Linked DNA regions of Mus musculus: regions 2 and 3 are each linked to region 1. A link is a contact called in public HiChIP or PLAC-seq and capture Hi-C data. All regions are on one chromosome and are shown on one strand. The core of a region is the stretch at or near the end of the contact, and the rest is flanking DNA. Distances in the headings are between cores, read along the strand shown. Region 1 has its middle 72 kb from the start of Gm46977. Region 2 holds the start of Mansc1 (MANSC domain containing 1). Region 3 overlaps Dusp16 (dual specificity phosphatase 16).

What was found. HiChIP or PLAC-seq counts read pairs in DNA pulled down with a chosen protein or histone mark. Capture Hi-C pulls out chosen DNA fragments and counts their contacts.
Region 2: a contact with region 1 is called in an H3K27ac HiChIP or PLAC-seq map of embryonic stem cells, with 5 read pairs. The contact joins the promoter of Mansc1 here to the enhancer-like site in region 1. A contact is called at or near these places in 4 of 15 datasets of contacts at CTCF or cohesin (the NIH/3T3 cell line, large pre-B cells, pro-B cells and 1 more), 83 of 484 Hi-C or Micro-C datasets (the AML12 cell line, B cells, the C2C12 cell line and 46 more), 7 of 115 datasets of contacts at active chromatin or transcription factors (bone marrow-derived macrophages, embryonic stem cells and fibro-adipogenic progenitors) and 4 of 9 other capture datasets (adipose tissue, embryonic stem cells, liver and 1 more).
Region 3: a capture Hi-C map of embryonic stem cells shows a contact between it and region 1, with 3 times the contacts expected there. The contact joins two enhancer-like sites. A contact is called at or near these places in 1 of 39 promoter capture datasets (hippocampal neurons) and 1 of 9 other capture datasets (embryonic stem cells).

Annotation. Positions count from the first base shown.
Region 1 is chr6:133,962,069-133,964,768 of GRCm38.p6, reverse strand. No RefSeq gene overlaps it. Among named protein-coding and RNA genes, the nearest start is that of Gm46977, 72 kb to the left of the region's middle. Within about 2 kb of position 1,263, at least 9 of the 459 cell types and tissues checked have an H3K27ac peak or open chromatin away from gene starts, as enhancers often do. A contact at or near this core is called in embryonic stem cells and liver, where this site is marked.
Region 2 is chr6:134,631,188-134,633,887 of GRCm38.p6, reverse strand. It overlaps Mansc1 (MANSC domain containing 1), which reads left to right and starts at 1,400. Exons shown (of 4, transcript NM_026345.4): 1 at 1,400-1,672.
Region 3 is chr6:134,779,605-134,782,504 of GRCm38.p6, reverse strand. All of the region lies in intron 1 of Dusp16 (dual specificity phosphatase 16), which reads left to right. Among named protein-coding and RNA genes, the nearest start is that of 1700055D16Rik, 11 kb to the left of the region's middle. Within about 2 kb of position 1,439, at least 24 of the 459 cell types and tissues checked have an H3K27ac peak or open chromatin away from gene starts, as enhancers often do. A contact at or near this core is called in embryonic stem cells, where this site is marked.

The sequences.
Region 1 (2,700 bases), core at 14-2,513:
GAGATGAATGCTGGTGTCCAGTGGCTTCTTTCCTTTGTATTCAGCCTGGGTCTCAGCCTATGGGATGCTGCTGCCCTCATTCAAGGTGAACCTAAGGAAGCTACGTGGCAAGTCCAGGTATCAGTGTTTCCAAGACATCTTATCAGCATGGATGGATTTGACAAATCTAAGGAATCAAAAAAGATCTGGCGTTAACTAGTTTATAACCTTGGGTAGGTATGAGATTACCTACATCGAACAAGCAAATGAAAGCACAGGGCTTCAGCCAGGTATGGAGGACTGTCAACCTTCAGGATAAAAACTTTTAAAATTAAATTTAGTGGCTGGAGAGATGGCTTAGTGGTTAGGAGCACGTGCTGCTCTTCCAGAGGACCTGAGTTCAATTCCCAGTAATCACATGAGGTGGTTCACAGCTACCGGTAACTCCAGCTTCAGGAGAGTCCAACTCCTCTGACCTCTGTGGGGCAACTGTTCTCACAGCAACCAACCTACCTACCTACACACACACACACACACACACACACACACACACACACACACACACACACACAGACACACACACACACACACAGACACAATTTAAAATAATAATCTTACTATTGGTAGTGGTATCATTATTATTGTGTTGCTATTTAATCAGTGTGCATGCAGGTACATGTGTACCATGGTGCATGTGTGTAGGTCAGAGAGCAACTTTTGGGAGTTGGTTCTTTCCTTTTGTCATGGATTCCTAGGATTGAACTCAGAATGTCAGGTTTGCACGGCAAATCTTTTTAAGAGCTAAGCTACCTCATTGGCCTAGGGCAATCATTTAAAAAATACAGTTCCCTCTTGGGGGCTGGAGAAATGATACAGTCTATAAGAGTACATCCTGGGCTTGCAGAGGACCTGTTCCCACATCTGGTGGCTCATGGGTTACAACTGTAACTCCAGTTTCAGGGGATCTGATACCCTCTTCTGACCTCCATGGAACCTGAATACATGTGATATATATCTAGGTAATTGGACATACATAATACATACATGCATAATATACTTAAATAAAAATAAATAGTTCTTCTTCTTTTTTTTTTTTAAAGAAACTGATGTTAAAGATATAGTGGTCCTCCAGCATTAGGGAGGCTAATGATAAATTTGAAATTTGTTGGAATGTTTGGTCAGGGAGTTGCCTTCCTTCAGTACACAGTTAAGTGTAGTCACAGTATGGTTAGCATGCTGGAGTTGAACAGGGTGAGAACAGGAGTTCCTCAGATAAGCATGACAATGAAGGGTGTCACCAGCTCTAGAGGATGCTAATTTCTTTGATTCTGGTCCCATTCTTATGAGCTCCCATGATCTCGGCTCCTATTCTTCTCCTGAGAATGTGGCTCTGATTCAAGTACGATTGTTCGCCGAGATACGTCTTGATAGTTTCTACATATGCAGTAAATATTTATTGAGCCCTTAATATATGTCAGACATTGGGTGTGGTGCTGGAAATAAGACAACGCTGCTGCCCTCAAAGAACCCATATTCTACACAAATTGCCACTCGTGCATCAACTGAGCATTGCCAACTGTTGTTATTTCATTAGCAGAGACCTTGCCAGGCGTGAGTAGGAAGAGTTGACCCCCTCTCATTCTGACAAGTCAAACAGAAGGCTTGTATGTGGCATTCTGTGTGCTCGGATAAGCAAGGCATGAGGACTCTGACCATCTCAAACACAATAAAAAGTCATTAGTGCAACCCAGGGCCTCACTAACATCCTGGCTCATTTTGTCTCTTCTTTTTTTTTTATCATCTTAATTATTATTAAGTAAAGAGTATAAGCAAGCAAACAAACAAACACGTACTATTATACTAGAACTTTTTCCAGGAGAACCGGTCAAATGAGCTGTTTCGTGTTTGTTTGAGAGGAGTCACGCACGCTAGCTGGCCTGAAACTGAGTACCAGGGTTGCCTCTCATGTCCTGGGATCAAAGGCCATCACTTCTGGCTGAAATAAACTGGTTTTAAATTTCAATCAGCTCAAACAATTAAAATTACCCAAAGATCAATTGTTTATTTCCAAATGCAAAATGCCTTCCTGGTGAATACTGACTTCTTTAAAACCCTGTATTTCAGCTGTTACTGTAACTATGGTCAGTCTTCAATTCTCTTTTTAAATTAGCATGCGTGTGTGTTGTCAGTGTTATCTGAATCTAATAAACTTCTGAAAGTCTCTAAAATAGAAAGACTTTAACCAATCTTCACTGAAATCAGCCCGAAATATATGCTCCTTCGGGGAATTATAAATTCAAGGGCAGCCTGGGAAACGGAAAACCTTGTCTCAAAATAAAAGTGAAAACTTTTTTGTTTGTTTGTTTTTGAGGACTGGAGATAAAGGTCAGAGGTAGAACACTGGCCCAGTGTGTAAGGCCCTAAATTCAGTTCTCGGTACTGCAACACAAAACGAACAAGTCAAATTCAAAGCTAAATTGAGAGTTTATCTTTCTCCTGTCAGAACGGCAGTCAGTCCTTAAGAAAATAAGTAAGAAAAGTGCTGGTGAAGATGTTGAGAAGAGGAAGCCCTCATCCCCCGCCAGCGGGAATTTCTTTGACACTAGGTCAACCGCTGTTCTTTTGGAATAAAGCCAACTTGATCACCGTGAGTGATCTTGGGATGAGCTTCAGTTTGTCTTGCAAGTATTTTATTAAAACGAAATATATCTATGTTCATCA
Region 2 (2,700 bases), core at 151-2,650, 670 kb before region 1:
TTCATCTTGTTGCTGCAAGAAAATTACCCCAGCGCAGTCATTAATCCACACTGTAGTCTAGTTTTCCTTGGCTACTCCTTGGTACCAAGCTGTGGCAACATTACTATAACTGGAAAGTAGGTCACCCTCTACCTGCCCCGAGTTGGTATCACACAATGGACCGTTGTTCACAAGCTTTCTCTGACGACATATACTTCCTGCAGCTACTGGTTAAAGCCAGCTTATGTGTTGACTGTACAGGCCCAGAACAATCATCTATAACTGCGGCTTCAAAACTCTTCCGCCCCAGCCAATGTGAAGATGGCGCCGAAAGTTAGACTGGATTACATCAGTCTCTTAATGAGGTTTTATTCGTTTGGGGTTATATGCAAACAGGAGTGAAGGGAGCAGTCAGAGATAACTTAACCACTTAAGCCTCGTTTCTATTTATTTGGCAACAAGTACTTTTTTTTTTTGGTTTTTTGAGACAGGGTTTCTCTGTAGCCCTGGCTGTCCTGGAACTCACTTTGTAGACCAGGCTGGCCTCGAACTCAAAATCTGCCTGCCTCTGCCTCCCAAGTGCCGGGATTAAAGGCATTCGCCACCACGCCCGGCTAAGAAGTACATTTTAGTCAAATACTTTTAAACCACCATAAAGCCAGAGTGCTACGCTAAGTGTTTAGGGATGTCATTTTAACAGCTGTGTCAGACAGCACTGCTTTCGTCGTTATTATCCATACTCATAAACAAATCATGACTTGGGAGGTAGAGGCAGGAAGATCAGGACTTAAAAGTTCATACTCAGTTACACGTGGAGCTGGAGACCAGACAGGTGAGAACCTGTCTCAAAGAAAAAAAAAGCCAAAATAAACAACAACACACAGCAACAACAACCCAGTACATCCCGGGAAAAGCCATGTGCCTTACAGAGTTAGCTGGAGAACTGCCAGCTGTGACTGAGCCCCTCCCGTTCCCCAATTGTGGAAATAGACTCTCCTAATTATGCCCAAATTAGGATGCTCTGTGATCTTTGACCAAGAAGGTGTCCTTGAACAGAAAGTGGAGGTGAACCCCTGTGACACCTGCACTTTGGAGGTAGAGGAAAGAGGATCAGGAGTTGAAGGTCGTCCTTGCGTACCCAAAGAATTCCAAGTCGGCCAGGCCTTCAGATAACGTCTGGAAACAAAAAGCAGCGCTTATTGTGGTTGCTTGCTAAAGACAAGAAGACTGCGACCCAGCGTGGAGCGGGAGTACACCTGGGTGTGTGACCTCCCCATCAGCACCTGTGCATTTGCTCTTCATGGCTTCCCCGCGGCCGAGCGGCACGGTTTAAGACCCTTGGTGACCCCGAGAGTCAATCCTCCCCCTCTAGTGGCTCTCAGTGCGTTGGGTGCTGGGGATCTGGCGGCTAGGTTCGCACATCCCGGCTGGGGCGGTCAGGCTGGATGTTGCCTGGGAAGCAGCTCCGGGTTGCAGGGCAGGGACGCGCCCTTCCCCCGTGCAAACTTTCAGTCGCTGCGACGGAAGCAGGAACTTGGTCACGACAAAATCTGCGGGACCGGTGCGGGAGCTGCGGAGCATCCCCTGCGATCCTCCCCAGAGCCTTGCGCCGCTTCGCTGGTTCTTTGCAAAAGCGACCTAACTGTCCTTGGGCCCAAGCGCCGCGGGGGCCACAGGGGTCTCTCGCTTGCAGGTAAAGGCGTCTCTTTCCGCCTCTGGCTGGCCTCGGGTAGACGCGACCCCTTGTGGGAACAACTCCGTTCCTTTCCGGGGCCCAGCTCCAGCAACCACCCCGAAGCGACCCTAGGGACCAGACTTGGGCAAAGTGGGGGCTGGCCTGGATAGTCCCCAAAACAGATGGTAGGGCGGGCTTGAAAGCACCTGCTATAAATGGCACAAGCTCCAAATTGTCTGCAGAGGGCGGCTGAAGCAATTCAGGGAGTAGCATGTACTTGCTCAAAGGACGGAAAAAGTTCCCATGTTTTCTCCTATGCTTTCTCTTCCCTTTTCCTTATTCAACCTGCTGTGTGATACTCTGTAAAGGTGGGGGTGGGGTGGGGGTGGGAAGGGAGAGAGAGGGACAGAGAGAGACAGAGACAGACAGAGAGACAGAGGCAAACAGAGACGGGGAGAGGAGAGTTACCTACCGACTTCTTGATAGTATGCTGTAAATGATTGCCAACACTTGAAATAGTTACATACAAGTTAAGTTTGAGCGAGTCAGCAAGCTCTCTTCTCTCTATGTCTCTGTCCCCCTTTTCAACAGGATTAAGTTGAGCTTCACACCTTTAGTGGATTAGATAACTTCATGAACTAATGGCACTACAATTGTGCTAATATGTAATTCTTTTTATTTATTTTATTTATGAGTACATTGCCACTGCCTTCAGACACACCAGAAGAGGGCATTAGATCCCAATTCAGATGGTTGTGAGCCACCATGTGGGTGATGGAAATTGAACTCAGGACCTCTGAAAGAGCAGTCAGTGCTTTTAACCTCTGAGCCATCTCTCCAACCCTAATATGTAATTCTTAATCAGGGATCAAAAAAGCCAGAAGATCTAAGTCACCTAAGAGCTGTTGGATATCCCTAATGAAACTATTTGTTAATTTAATTGATTACATTTCCCTGTGTACCCCTGCCCAGCCTGGAACTCATTACTTAGACTAGGTTGGGCTTAAACTCACAAGATCTGCCTGCCTCTGCTTCCTTGGTGCTGT
Region 3 (2,900 bases), core at 190-2,689, 820 kb before region 1:
GGAAGGTCTGTTGAGTAGCTGTGTGTTTGCTGCAGAGAGGAAGAAAGGAGAGCAGTGGTCACTGGTTAAACAACCGTCTGTCTGCTGGACATTGTCTCTATCATCCCTCCTAAAGCCCTGCATCCATTCTTCTTTACTGTAGATTAGGTTATGCAGCCTTCTATTCCAAGTAGTTGTAGGGCTAATTTAGAGGCACTTGAGCATTGATTTTTCTCAACTTTAAGAGAATTACACTTGATAATCTCTGAGGTAACTTTTATTTTTATTATTGTGTGTATGCACGTGCTTGGGTCAGCATCTGTGTGTGTTAGTGTCTGTGTGTATTCGTGCATGTGTGTGTGTTAGAGTTAGTGTGAAGTGGAAACTGAAGGGTTCTTTGGAAAGTTGGTTAGAATGGTGTTTTGCTGGGGCAAACATGTGAAGGAATGGTTAGCTGAAGCGGACACATGTGAAAGGACACGTGATGAAGGATTCTTCCCTGATGACATGCAAGTATTGGTCCACCTTACACTGTGTAGTTAAGCTGCCTTTATAGGGACTCCATAGAGAGAAACGCACGGAAAAACCTCTGGTGGTGTGCTGCAGTGTCTTGCCGCTTCCACGGACTTGGGCTGATTGGCAGAGTGATGCCAGCTGAGACAGACTCATGCTGAGGTACATGATGTTTGGAGGGGGTATAAATAGGACCTGATGGCCAGTGAAGGAGGCTGAGCTAGGCTTGTATATGGAGTTGGCTGTGGCTTGTTGGTTTCACTGAGAGGCCCAGCTGAGAACTTCTCCTGGCATTCCTGTTGACCCTGGTCCCTCCTGCTGATTTGTGCGGAGGCTGAGGCCTCACTGTCTCTGCTAGGTAGTGATAACCTCTGTTGATTTGTGTTTGCCTCCCCACTTCCAAACCGCACTGCTGGTGTATTCGTGCTGCTACCGCCTCCTCCTGTGAACTGAACTGCCGATTTCCAGACAGAACAGAAGGGAGTTGCATTACTAAACAGGTCCACTTCCCCTGTATCTTTTCTTTTCTACTACCTCTGGTGGGTGGTGGGCTAGCAGGGAGATTAAAGCTTTTAAGAGTCATCATTAAAAATAGGCATTGAAAAAAATTAAAGTTACATCAGTGTGTGTGTTGGAGTCAGTATGTGTGTTAGTGTCAATGTGTATATTAGTCATTGTGTGTGTGTTAGAGTTGGTATGTGTGCTAGTGTCAGTGTGTGTGTGTATGTCAGTGTATGTTTGCCATTGCTTGTATATGGTTCTCTGTGGACTTGGTTCTCTCCTTCCAACTTTACATGAGTTCTGGGGTCAAACGTGGGTCAATCTACTTAAGAAACCTTCTCCTTCTAATACAACTCTTTCAAGAGTATGTGACTATCTCAGGCTTGTGTGGTAAGCACCTTTACCAGAGAAGGTTGAGCTATCTTGCCAGCCCTGAGATAATTCTTTTCTCTTTTGTTCTTCTGACCACTTAAAGCATTTTATCATCAGAAGAGTAGACAGGATTTGAGAGGGTATGGTACTGTGTGGTTATTTGATTGCTGGATAGCATCACCAACAAAGGATGGTAGAGAAGTTTATAGTTCTTAACTTTAAAGGTGATTTGGCTTTTGATAGTCATTCTAAATTTTTATTGAAAATAAAAAAGTAATTACATTTAAAAATTAATTTTTTTGACTTTGCATGCTATGTAAGTGCTGTAACTAAGCTATAACTCGGCTTCCATTTCTTTATTTTAGGAAAGGTATGTGTGTATAGTCTATAAATACTTGAGTACAGAATTCTGAGGAAATGTCTTCCTGTCCAACATAAGATGTATTTTAGGAATCATTGTGGGAAACCTGGTCCACTCTGGCCTTTTGTTGGACATTTGTTATTTGGTGCTAGCAGTCATGCTGCATATTTGCTTGGATAAATTAAAAGAACAAGGCCTTCTGTATTAAACAACGGCACTTCAATGAAGCAGGGCATTTGGTACATCAGGAACCATATAGTAGCTTCTGTTTTGTTTTCATAGAATGAACCTGGTTCTTCACGTGGAGTTTTGTCAAAAGCTGTAAGGAATTTGGATAGTATATTGTGAAACACTGTACTGTTTGAGAGTTTTTAAAAATAAGACCCCCAAACTTCTAATCTTATACTAAAAACAATTTTATAGAAGTACATTTTATTTAATACATTTTATTAATACTTGGGTTTTTGTTTTTGTTTTTGTTTTTTGTTTTTGGTGTTGGGATTATTTCTAGGACTTTTCGATGTAATTCCGTGTTCTACCACTAGGCCTCATCTCACCCATGTTCTACCACCCCCACATCTCCTCCTCTTCCTTCTCTTCTTCCTTCTCCTCTTCTTTTTCAATGGAGACAAGGTTTCTCTGTGTAAGCCATGCTAACTTTGATCTACTGAGTTATATAGGGCTGAACTACTTGCCCAGGCTGGCCTTGAATAAGCTATATAGCTCAGGCAGGCTTGAAATTTGGGATTCACTGTCTCAACATCCTGAGTAGCTGTAATTTCAGGCAAGTATGTCTGGTTCCCTGGTACATTTTGTTTGCAGTTTATCAGTACTGGGAAAACTTTAGGCTGTATGCCATTAATTTAGGTATTTAAGAACCAAAAAAAATTTGCAATTTGAGTTGAATTATTTATTTTTTATTGGCTATATTATTTACATTTCAAATATTATCGCCTTTCTCAGTTTCCCCTCCACAAACCTCCTTGTCCCCTCTACTCTACCCCTGCTTCTGTAAGGGAGCTCCTCCACCCACCCACCCGCCCACTCCCACCTCACGGCCCTAGCATTCCCCTACACTGGGCATCGAGCCTCCACAGGACCAGGGGGCTCCCCTCCCATTGATGTCAAATAAGGCCATCCTATGCTACATATGCAGCTGGAGCAATGGGTCCCT